Linked DNA regions of Sus scrofa: region 1 is linked to region 2. A link is a contact called in public HiChIP or PLAC-seq data. All regions are on one chromosome and are shown on one strand. The core of a region is the stretch at or near the end of the contact, and the rest is flanking DNA. Distances in the headings are between cores, read along the strand shown.

Region 1 (4,956 bases), core at 931-3,430, 880 kb after region 2:
AACAGACAAAAACATGTAGCACCTTGTACCTCCCTCACAGATTTCAGGTACCATGTTCAACTGTATGCTTTATTTATTTAGCCCTCCTCTGTTTCTTATCATCATCCTTTAAGACCCAGAGCACAGGAAAATGCCCTGAAAAGCCTTGCCTGGTACCTTGTACAGACTAAACTCAAATTTTCTGGGACTGCAAACACCTGACTGATGAAACATGGAGGTGCCTACTCCCCCGAGATGCTATTGGGTAATCCCAAACATGATGACTCCAGCAAAGCTTCTGCTAGTAAGGAGGAGCTAGGTGGGCGGCTGTGCGCCACAGTTTAAGAGAGTCAAAGATGGGGAGGAATCAGGCTGAGATCACTGGGAAGAAAGAATCTTGTGGCTTTAACTCCTCCTCCTACAAAGCTGCTCCTAGGCCTCTGGCCTTTCCCCCTCCTTCTTTCTCCCTCACTGCCCGCCCCTACCTATTGTCACAAACAAGCCCCAATAAGGCAGCTTTCCCACCTTCTCCAGCCCACCCGCCCTGAGCATTGCCAAATTAGGGCTTTGCATCCCAGCACCACCACTAGAAGCTCGTAAACACTCCTCCGCCCCTGAAGCTGTCTCCGCATTGCAGCAGTACCGTCCTACCGCACCTCCACGCGCAGCTTTCAGAGCTGGTTTCTGCACTGCGGGGCCTGCCTCGCCAAATCTCCCTGCCCCCGCCTGTCTTCACGTTCTCCACTCTGCGCTGCCGCCTGCAGCTTACATAAGGCCCGCGCACACATGCAGTGAATTCATCTTCTCCTTTAAGGAGGCTCCAGGCAGCAAGGCAAGCGAAATGCTACTAGAGGTCCTCCCCACACCCTTCCCCCGACCCCAGCTGTCAAATAGTCACGCCCTAAAACAAATCCAGCAGCAACAAATACCCTGTGACAAGTCGGAAAGGCGGCCAGATCTAAGCCTGCACAGAGAACTCCGTCCTAAGAAATTAAGAACACGTGGGAAGGGGGCACCTGAGCAAGTGCTTTAACCTCTCTGCTAGCGCCAACGCTTCATCTAATCTGCTGGGACAACCTGCCAGCCACAGTGAGCCGGCTAAAGCCAGCCAAAGTCATCAGACCTACTTTGCCAAGAGAAATGAAGGACAAACTGATTCGTGCTGAATCTTCCCAATTACTACCTAGACTGATTGACAATGTAGGTAATTGCTCCCTGCTTGGCTTGATTAGAATGTTCTATTCTGAAAACATTAAAAAAAATTTTCCCTGGGGCCATGGATAGTCCTAATTTCCTGCTGGCAAGAGCCAGTAGCACCAACATCTCCTCATCTCATCTCCAACAAGCCACAGCTACTCTCTTCTACTCCTAGGAGTCCCTCAAGTCTCCCACCAGGAAGCCCAGGACCTAAAAAAGTCTGTCCTCTACCTTCACAGGGACTCTCCTTGTCCCATAGAGTGAAAGGCCATCAAGCCCAGTTCACCAATCCATCTGCTGTGGTTAGAGGTAGACAGAGCCATAGAATATCTTTCTCGTGAGAACAAAGCATTTTGCAGGGTGTGATTTATCACCCTCAGAAGCAGGAAGAGGGAACTCCTTCCCATCAACATCATCTTGCCTGAGCTGGGCAATCCATGAAAGCCCCCTCTCCCTCTGTCCCCAATTATCACATGGGACTCCTATTGGCTATTAACAACTGTGCTCACAGGATCAACTTTGCAAAAATTAGTCCTAAATATTAGAATGGAAGAGGTATGGATTCCAGCTGGGGAGTGGGGGGAACTGATGCAGAAAATCAGGGCCATGGTAGGATGACCAACTACCCCAGTTTGTCCTGGGTTAAAGGGCAGACACAGGACTTTCAGCTGGGAAAGTCCCAGATAGTCTGGGACAAATCAGTCACCCAAGTTAGGGATAAAGAAGACTTTTTCTTGGAAACTTGAGTTCTGAACTAAAAGGAATTGTTTTCCTTTCCAAAGCATACAAGAGAGTGTTTGCTCCCTGAAGAGTGACAAGGAAGAGGACCTCTTCTCATGAACATTTTAGAAATTTGATAAACAGAAATTTGATTGAGAGCGTAAAGAGAACAGAGTCCTGGGAGAAGGTATTAAGAAATCTAATGGGCTAATAATGTTCGGGACATTTAATCTTCAGCTATGCCTTGTTTATGCCAGTTGGAGTGGCATAAGCCATAAAAAAGATTCCCTATCCATGATGGCAGGATGGCATCCCCCACTCCACCTCTAGCTGTACTCACTGCATCCCTCCCCCAACTTAAACCTAGAATAGTAACAGCAGTCTTCTGCATGGCATTTTTCAGGCATTGCATGTGGGTCTCTTGGAAGCAGGCAGCTGCAGCATAATGGAAAGGGGCTCAACCTAGAAGTCAGGACACCTGAGTTCTATTTTGCTCCTAGTCCTCTCTGACTCAATGACCTTGGGCAAGCACTTAACCTTCTCTCAACTATAAAAAGGAGAAAACATCCCTATTCCTGCATCTCCCTCCACTGTAGTGAGGATCAAATGAGGTGACATGGGCTCTCAGTGAACCTAAAAGAATTAGACCTTGATCAACAATTCCCAGTATGTCTTAAACATTCCAGGTTCACCCAATCTTTGCTGCAGCTTTGGGGAACCTCAGATCCATTCTATTTGGGGATTTTGGGTACATCATCTTTTTGGGCATCTTCTGGAGGTTTAAGTTAAATCTCTTTCCAGGCATGTTTTGACTGAAATTACCCTCTTTTAACAATTCTCCATTCAGATGGTCAGATCTTTAAAGTTAGGGGCCGTACGGAGGTCAGTCATAACCAGAGCCTAAAAGCCTAGGGCAACAACTGAGGTTGAGAAGGTCAGCTGACCCTGGAAGAATCCTCAGGGTTTGAATACCTAAGAGACCATCACTTGAAGACACTTGGTATGAGAATTAACTCTGCAACTTTCTACAAAATCACTCTAAGCACCCAGTTTATTATCAATAAACTGAATGTTTATTGTGGAGCAAGGGGGATGGAGGAAATGGTAAATATTCTGCCATCTTCATGGGACTGTGAGAATTAAATATTATGTCAATATTTGGTAAACTATAAAATGTAATACCATTTAAATGTGAAAGACCAAAGCAATGAACTTTTAAAATTGTGGTAAAATAAATATTTAAAAGTATATAATTTTAACCATTTTAGGTGTTCAATTCAGTGGCATTAATTACATTCACGATATCATGTAATGGTTACCACTATCTTTTTTCATAAATTTTTCATCACCCCAAACACAAACTTTGTACTCATTAAGGCAACAACTCCCCCTTCCCACATCCCTTCAGCCCCTGTTAACCTCTAAACTACTTTCTGGCTCTGTGAATATTTCTATTCTAGATATTTAATATAAATGAAATCATCCAATATCTGTCCTATTGCGCCTGGCTTATTTCACTTAACACATCATGATGTAGCATGTATCAGAATGTCATTCCTTTTTATGGTTGAATAATATTCCATTGTATTATATACATTTCATTTATCCATTCAATTGTTGCTGAATAATTGAGCTGTTTTAATTTTTTACCTATTATGAATAATGCTGTAGTGAGCATTGACATACAAATATCTGAACACTTGAGCTGTTTTAATTTTTCACCTATTATGAATAATGCTGCAGTGATCATTGACATACAAATATCTGTGTGGATACTTGTTTTCACTTCTTTCACAGAATATCATTGCTGGGTGATAGGGTAATTCTATGCTTAGCTCTTTGAGGAACCAACAAACTTTTCCACAGGGGCTGCTCCATTGTACATTCTCACCAGCAATATATGAGGGTTTCAATTTCTCCACATTCTTGCAAACACTTGTTATTTTCTGGGCGGGTGTTTTTGTTGTGTTTGTTATATCCTTTCTAATAGATGTGAAGTGGTATATAGAATTTTCAAGATGCAATCTTCAGACAAAAGCTATCTATCAATATATGTATATGAATTAAATATCAGCTATACACAAATTGCTTCATTTAGAAAGTATTTCTTGAGTAGAGTACACTGTGTGTATATATGGCTCAGAAGAGGGCTAAAAAAGCTGGAAATAAAGATGGACTCAAAATTAAACAGAGACCTTTGGCCCAACTAATTGGGCAGCAGAAGTGGTTATGGATGATAAGAAAGGACTCAGGACTTCTGGGATCCATTGTTTAAGCTAATCCTGTTCTTCATTTAAATCATTAATCCGTAAAATCTGTATCACAGTCATTATTTGAACAGTAATTTATGAAACAATTTTTTTTTTGGCTGTTGGGCACTTGATGAGATGCACAAGATATATACAATACCATGTCGAAGTCCCATCTCTGTAAATTTCTCTGATGTATATCTTTCCATTAAAGCTCTTTGTCCTGCCCAAATTAGATTTTTCATATAGATAATGGAAGCTATATGCATTGTACCTTGAGATGCATATCAAAAAAAACTGCTGTCTCCTCTCTTAGCTTTTTTCTTTGCTTCCAGATGTTTTTGTACATTTTCATTTTTCTTTTTTCAAGGAAAGGATATGAAGCATTCTTCTAGGTTCACAACTCACCCGCTGCATTTGAATTTTCATTCTCAGATCAGTTAATGGACAGAGAGGCTGAGCAAAGCACGAGAAGTTTTGGCTGTTTGAAGCCCAAAACAAATTTGAAGTATATCTCTGAAACTATAATCCCCATCAAAGGAAAAGTAGACTGTAATTAAAGGAAAGAACAGCAATAGGCTATTATCTTATCCACAGCATTGTTTTCTATGTAAAGAAGGAACACAGGCATTCCAGGAAATAAGTATATTGTGAGTCATTTAAGAACAAACATCATATATTATACTTAATATGCCTCTGGGAGAGGAACATCTATTTGTTCCTTTGTATCTGTTCTTTACTTAACTCCTCCGATTTTTAGCTGGAAAATGCTCACCTGGAAAAAAGACTGCATTTCCCACCCTTCCTTGGA
Region 2 (5,668 bases), core at 1,344-3,843:
AGGACTGAAATCCCCAGTTCCTTGCTGGCTGTCAGCCAAGAGTCAGCCTCAACTGCCACAGGGTGCCCACATCTTTGGCACACAGCCTCCTGGAGCAACAGTGTGACATAGCTTTCTCCTTTTTCAAACATCTTTGCCTCGTTTGTTACCAGCAGGAGATAATTCTCTGCTTTTAAAGGGCTCCTGTGATTACATTGGGCCCACCTGGATAATCTCACGTTTGCCACACAGTGTAACAAACAGTTGTATTATCTCATTAAATTCAGGGATTCCACTCCACACTCAAAAGGGAGGGGATTACACAAGGCAAGGCTCACTGGGGGTCATTCTCAGAACTATTCCATGACCTCTTAGAGAAAATAATGTTTTAAAAAGTTTTTTCCTAATTCAAGAACAATTATTGTTAATGCCCAACATTGCAAAGAGAAGTTGAGGTGCTTAAGTGATTTATACCAAGGAAAATATTTCAGAACCAATGATTCACAGATTAACATAATTTAGGTCTCCAAGATTCAGGGAAGGGATGGAAAGCTGTTTTTAATAAGTGCACTTCTCTTTCTGAGGCCTCTTTTGTTTTTCTTTCTCTCTCTCTCTCTCTCTCTCTCTCTCTCGCTCTCTCGCTTTTTGGCTTTTTGGGCTACACCCGCATCATATGGAATTTCCCAGGCTAGGGATCGAATCAGAACTGCAGCTGCCTGTCTACACCACAGCCACAGCAACACCAGATCTTTTAATCCACTGAGCAGAGCCAGGGATCAAACCCACATCCTCATAGATACTAGTTGGGTTTGTTACCACTGAGCTACAACAGAAACTCCTCCTTTTCTACTAAAGCACTGAATGCAAATCCAAAGGCAAAGAAATTGCCAAGAGGACCACTAGTGTTTTAGGGGACTAGATAATTGTATTATGCAGATTACAAGTTCTTACTTTGAGGCCTCAAGACTTCCTGTTATTTAGGGCCCATAAAGACTCTTTATTTTTGTGAGTTATACCTACTGGTAGTGCCATATTAGAAATTCATTTGGAAAGTTTCTAAACACAAAAATTTACAAACACATATTCTCTTATCCTTTAGAGGGATGTCATCACACATCAGGTAGTCTCCAGAGGGCAAAAGAAAGTAAAGTCCTAGTATTATTATGAAAGTAGTTTGACATCGTGGAATTCTGAAAAGATCCCACAAATCCCTAGGGCTTCCTGAACCACACTTTGAGGCCCACTGATAGATGCAAATACCAACAACTTCATTCCTTCAGTGATTAATCAACTCACACATTTCAGTGCATTCACTGCACAGTCTTAGAAACAAATCTCCATTCCCTTTACTGGTATGTCCTTCCATGTGGTAGAGAGAGTCATTTTTTGTGGCTGATAGCAAAAAGTATCCTCTTTGCAAAAAGGGTCATTTGCTGACTCAGAAGGGAATTTGAGATGATTCGTGATATACATAAAGCAAAACAGTTCAAAATGTTTTCTGTGAGCTTCTGGCAGTATCTGTACTCTACAAATACTGCACAGGAGAAATTGCTTTTGGTGCAGCTTGGTCTGCAGTGAAAGGACTGGGATACCGTCAAGCTGAGTCAGGCAGAAAAAGAGAGAAGTGAAAGCAAACCCTGGGTATTTTCAAGCTTTGCCCTTGAAAACTATGCCAAGACTTTTTTTTTTTAATAAAGAGGTGATACTTTGCTGTTGCTTTAATGACTCGGGATTTCCCCCTTACCCTTTAAACACAGGATATATCTACAATTATGTTTACTTTCTTTGTACCCCGCTTACAAAAAGTAATGAAATAAAGCTAATACCCTTAATTAGAACTCCATCATGGTCCTTCTGTTAAGTGACTAGCTCATTCATTCTTTTCACAGTATTTTATCGTTTTCCAGCTCGGTCTTTTGGTAAACGCCCTGAACTGCTTAGGTTCCAGGCTTCCCATGTCTTTTTACTGCAGATGAATACAATCTACAGACTGAAAGCCGCTGGAAGAAAAATAGAGCATTCTTCCGCCTCAAGGTTAAATCTTTGCCCCGCGCTGGCCGCTTGAGGAGAATGTGAGCGGACGTCCAGAGAGGGACTGCGTTTAAAAATGAGAGAGAAGACTGGAACAGCGTTTTCCTCTCCGTGGGGATAAAGCCCACATGGAGCACTCCGGAAAGGTGAGCTGCTGCACTGAGCATGACCGAGCCGACCTCCAGCGTGGGCGGGCCGATCGCCGCCTGACCGTCGCGCGCCGAAACCACAAGCAGTCGCGTTAGGAGCTGAGTCCTCCAAGTCCTCGGCGCCCGAACCAGAGGACGTCAGCCGCCAGGCGTGTTGCAGCCACCGCCACCGCCCCGGGCTCCCAGCTTGTGACCAATAGAAGAGAAGCCAATGCCCTACGTCCGCTGTGATTGGCTCCCAGCGGGGAGGCGGTGGCGGAAGGTGGGTCTTCGGGAGTGTCAGGTTTTCCGTGGCGCTGCGGGCGGCGACACGTGAAGATCCTGCTGCCAGGAAAAGCTGAGAGGTTCTGCGGTCGGAGGCGGCCATCCCAGAAGTGCTTGGCCCTGCCGGGAGGAGGAAACACTTACGATCGCAGGTGCCCGCACTGGGGCAGTGCTTCAACCTGACTCCAGTTGGTGGAAGACGAAAAGGAGCAGGAAGGGGCCGGGTCCCCGTCCCTCGCGCCCCGGATGGATGTGCCCGGCCCGGTGTCCCGGCGGGCGGCGGCGGCGGCCGCAACCGTGCTCCTGCGCACGGCTCGGGTCCCGCGCGAATGCTGGTTCTTGCCCACCGCGCTGATCTGCGCCTACGGCTTCTTCGCCAGCCTCAGGCCGTCTGAGCCCTTCCTGACCCCCTACCTGCTGGGGCCCGACAAAAACCTGACGGAGAGGGAGGTAGGCGCGGCGGGAGGACGCTGGCTCCGCTGGCAGAGGGGACGGGCGGGCCGAGGCGGGTGCGGTTGAAAGACAGGACTGAGAAAGGCGCTTGAGCCCCAGGAGCCATTCTGGGGAGAGATTCCTGAATGTTCCTCTTTGAAAAAAGGCTTCTTGCTGGGCGCTGCCGTAATTCATGCTGTTTTTCTGTCCTCCGTTGAATTTATAGGACATGTTTCAGGTGAAGGGTTCGGAACGCAGTTCGGAAACCCTAGTGCCCTTGTGCTTCAGGCGATGTGCGGATGATGCTGTAACTGTGTAACTCTGCTCAGACTGAACCAGTAGTGGGAGGGGGGCGGGGAGGAGAAGAATATTTGGAGAAAAAAGGGAAAACAGCAGGTTGTACTTCGAACATAGTGAAGGTTTAAATAAATATTTGCTGCCTGAAAGTAAGGAAACAGATGCAAGGCAACTCCTGTTTTCTGAAAGGATCTTCCCTCTACCTACTGTACCCTCTTCCTTCCCCTACCTTACTTTGTTTACCCTTGACAGATAGATGTACTCAGATAAGGACTGTATAGGACAAGAACCCATCCCTTATCTCGTCTTGATTTTTAATTGCGTGAGACTATGTCCTAGAATATGCCCTGCCTCTCACCTCTACCAACCTCCTGGGATAAAAGCAGATATTTAGGTGTTGTCACATAGTTGGAATTTAATTAGAGTTCTTCTGGCATTGTGAATTGTTGCTTCACGGATGTTAGTCTTGCTCCTTTCTGTTCTGCTGTGTTCAGAGTAATTGAGAGTACATAGTCCATGATCAAGAACTTCTTGCTGAGTGATTTTCCCTGGGAGGATATTTAAGTACTCCAGAAGTGCATGGTGTGCTTTAAAAATGTATTTAACTCTTTAAAGTGTATGGTCAATCTCAACACTTGTTTTTTGAAGAAGATATTAACTGAAGAAGGAGTTAAATTTAAGGTGCTACCACAAGGCCCAAATAAAGCAGATTCAGCATCCTTTCCCTTGAACACTACAAAGCATGAAAACTGAGGCCCGGTATTCCTTTCTGGAACAATACAAAGAGTGAAAGCTGAGTGGGGAATTGTTAGCCGTTTTTTCCTCTGTCAACTCTTCCTCCCACCCTGCCTCCCTGCTCCAGTGCCTATGAAATATTTCTCCCATTTAAACCTTACTCCTTCCCCTGTGAGTAGTAGTCACTTCTGAGTAGCAACTTGGTATCCCTGCATAACAGGTTAGTGCAGGATATAATTACTCATAGTCCAGTTTGTTGTTGCCTTGCTCCTCCATTTTTTTTTTAAGTTTTATTGAAGAATGATTGATTTACAATGTTGTGATAATTTCTTCTGTATAACAGTGATTTCAGTTGTACATATACACACATTCTTCTTCAGAGTCTTTTCCCATATAGATTATCACAGAATATTGGGTAGAATTCCTCGTGCAGGTCCCCATTGGCCAGTCAATCCATACACCACTTCTATTTTTAAGAGAACTTAACAGGGAATTGAAAATTGGCATTGAACCCTGGGTTGAGGATTTCACTTGTTTCTCATATCATCTCACCACTAGCAAGTAGCTTTTACCCAACATTAGATCTTCTATTTCGCAGTCATATGGACCATTCATTACCTGTTTGAACTATAATATTTTTTAAAAACAATAGGAAAGTGGAAGGAGCCAACTCTTATGAATAGAATGGTTCTACAGGAAAAAAATGACAGTAAATACAAAAGAGAATGATTCTGGAGACCCTTAACAACTGAATCTGAGTATAGCCACTGAAGCAGAAATGATTCTGCTTGTGGGCTGCTAACAATTAGTTTCATGTGAACTGCCATGTGATCTGCACAGCTTGTGCACATGGGGGAAAAACATGCTCCCAGTGTTGATATTTGAAAGCAGACCTACTTTGTCCAAGTGCCCTGGGTGGAATTGGTATGTGATGTGCAGTCACTTGCCCTGTCTTATCAGAAAGCTTCCTGGGGTGAGTGAAATATGTTCAGGGGTATAGGAATGAGGCAGGGGTACCCTAGCCCAGGAAATAGTTGCTGAATGTATAACAGAAACATAGCACACTTCTGTTACTGCAAGTTAGATAAGGAAGATGGCAGGTCTGAAGAGAAATCTGGTGGTCTGGAAAGGGCTGTCATTTGTCTCTGAGGACCTCAGAATCATAGCCAGCTCTGCTGGTCATATGCAGCAGGTCATGTGTTGTGCACAGTATGGCTCTGTCCACCCTCTCTTGAACCCTGGATTTTTTGAATCTCCAATAATTGAAATAAATAGGACAACTTGTTCTCCTTCCTGAGTGCTTGTTTTCATCAGTGGGGAATTATATATTTATTTAATATTACATGATTTTTAGGCAAGGCGAATGTCAAATCATAGTCAGTGATATTTGTGTTGAATTTTGTATTTTCCCCCAGGAGACTTTAGATGGGCCAAGTGTGATCATCTTAAACAGAGCTATTGTTAACCAAGTCCAAAGACAAAAGGGGCGGAGAGGTCAGAATTTCCTCTTCCACTCCCAAAGGATTTTTTTTTTCTTAGATTTCAGGAGAACCATTAACTTGTATCACTTTATAATTTATTTATTTATTTATTTTTGTCTTTTTAGGGCCCTACCCACAGCATATGGAGGTTCCCAGGCTAGGGGTGGAATTGGAGCTATAGCAGCTCTCCTACACCACAGCCACAGCAACGTGGGATCCAAGCCACATCTGTGACCTACACCACGGCTCATGGCAAAACCGGATCCTTAACCACTGAGAGAGGCCAGGGATCAAACCTGC

The links. HiChIP or PLAC-seq counts read pairs in DNA pulled down with a chosen protein or histone mark.
Region 1: an H3K27ac HiChIP or PLAC-seq map of skeletal muscle shows a contact between it and region 2, with 2.1 times the contacts expected there. The contact joins the promoter of LOC106510102 here to the promoter of SLC19A2 in region 2. A contact is called at or near these places in 3 of 47 Hi-C or Micro-C datasets (fetal heart ventricle, heart right ventricle and skeletal muscle) and 1 of 2 datasets of contacts at active chromatin or transcription factors (skeletal muscle).

The regions. Positions count from the first base shown.
Region 1 is chr4:82,385,201-82,390,156 of Sscrofa11.1, forward strand. It overlaps LOC106510102, which reads right to left and starts at 2,181. Exons shown (of 9, transcript XR_002343354.1): 1 at 636-2,181.
Region 2 is chr4:81,507,628-81,513,295 of Sscrofa11.1, forward strand. SLC19A2 (solute carrier family 19 member 2) reads left to right here and starts at 2,594. Exons shown (of 6, transcript NM_001142667.1): 1 at 2,594-2,873. The coding sequence starts at 2,670.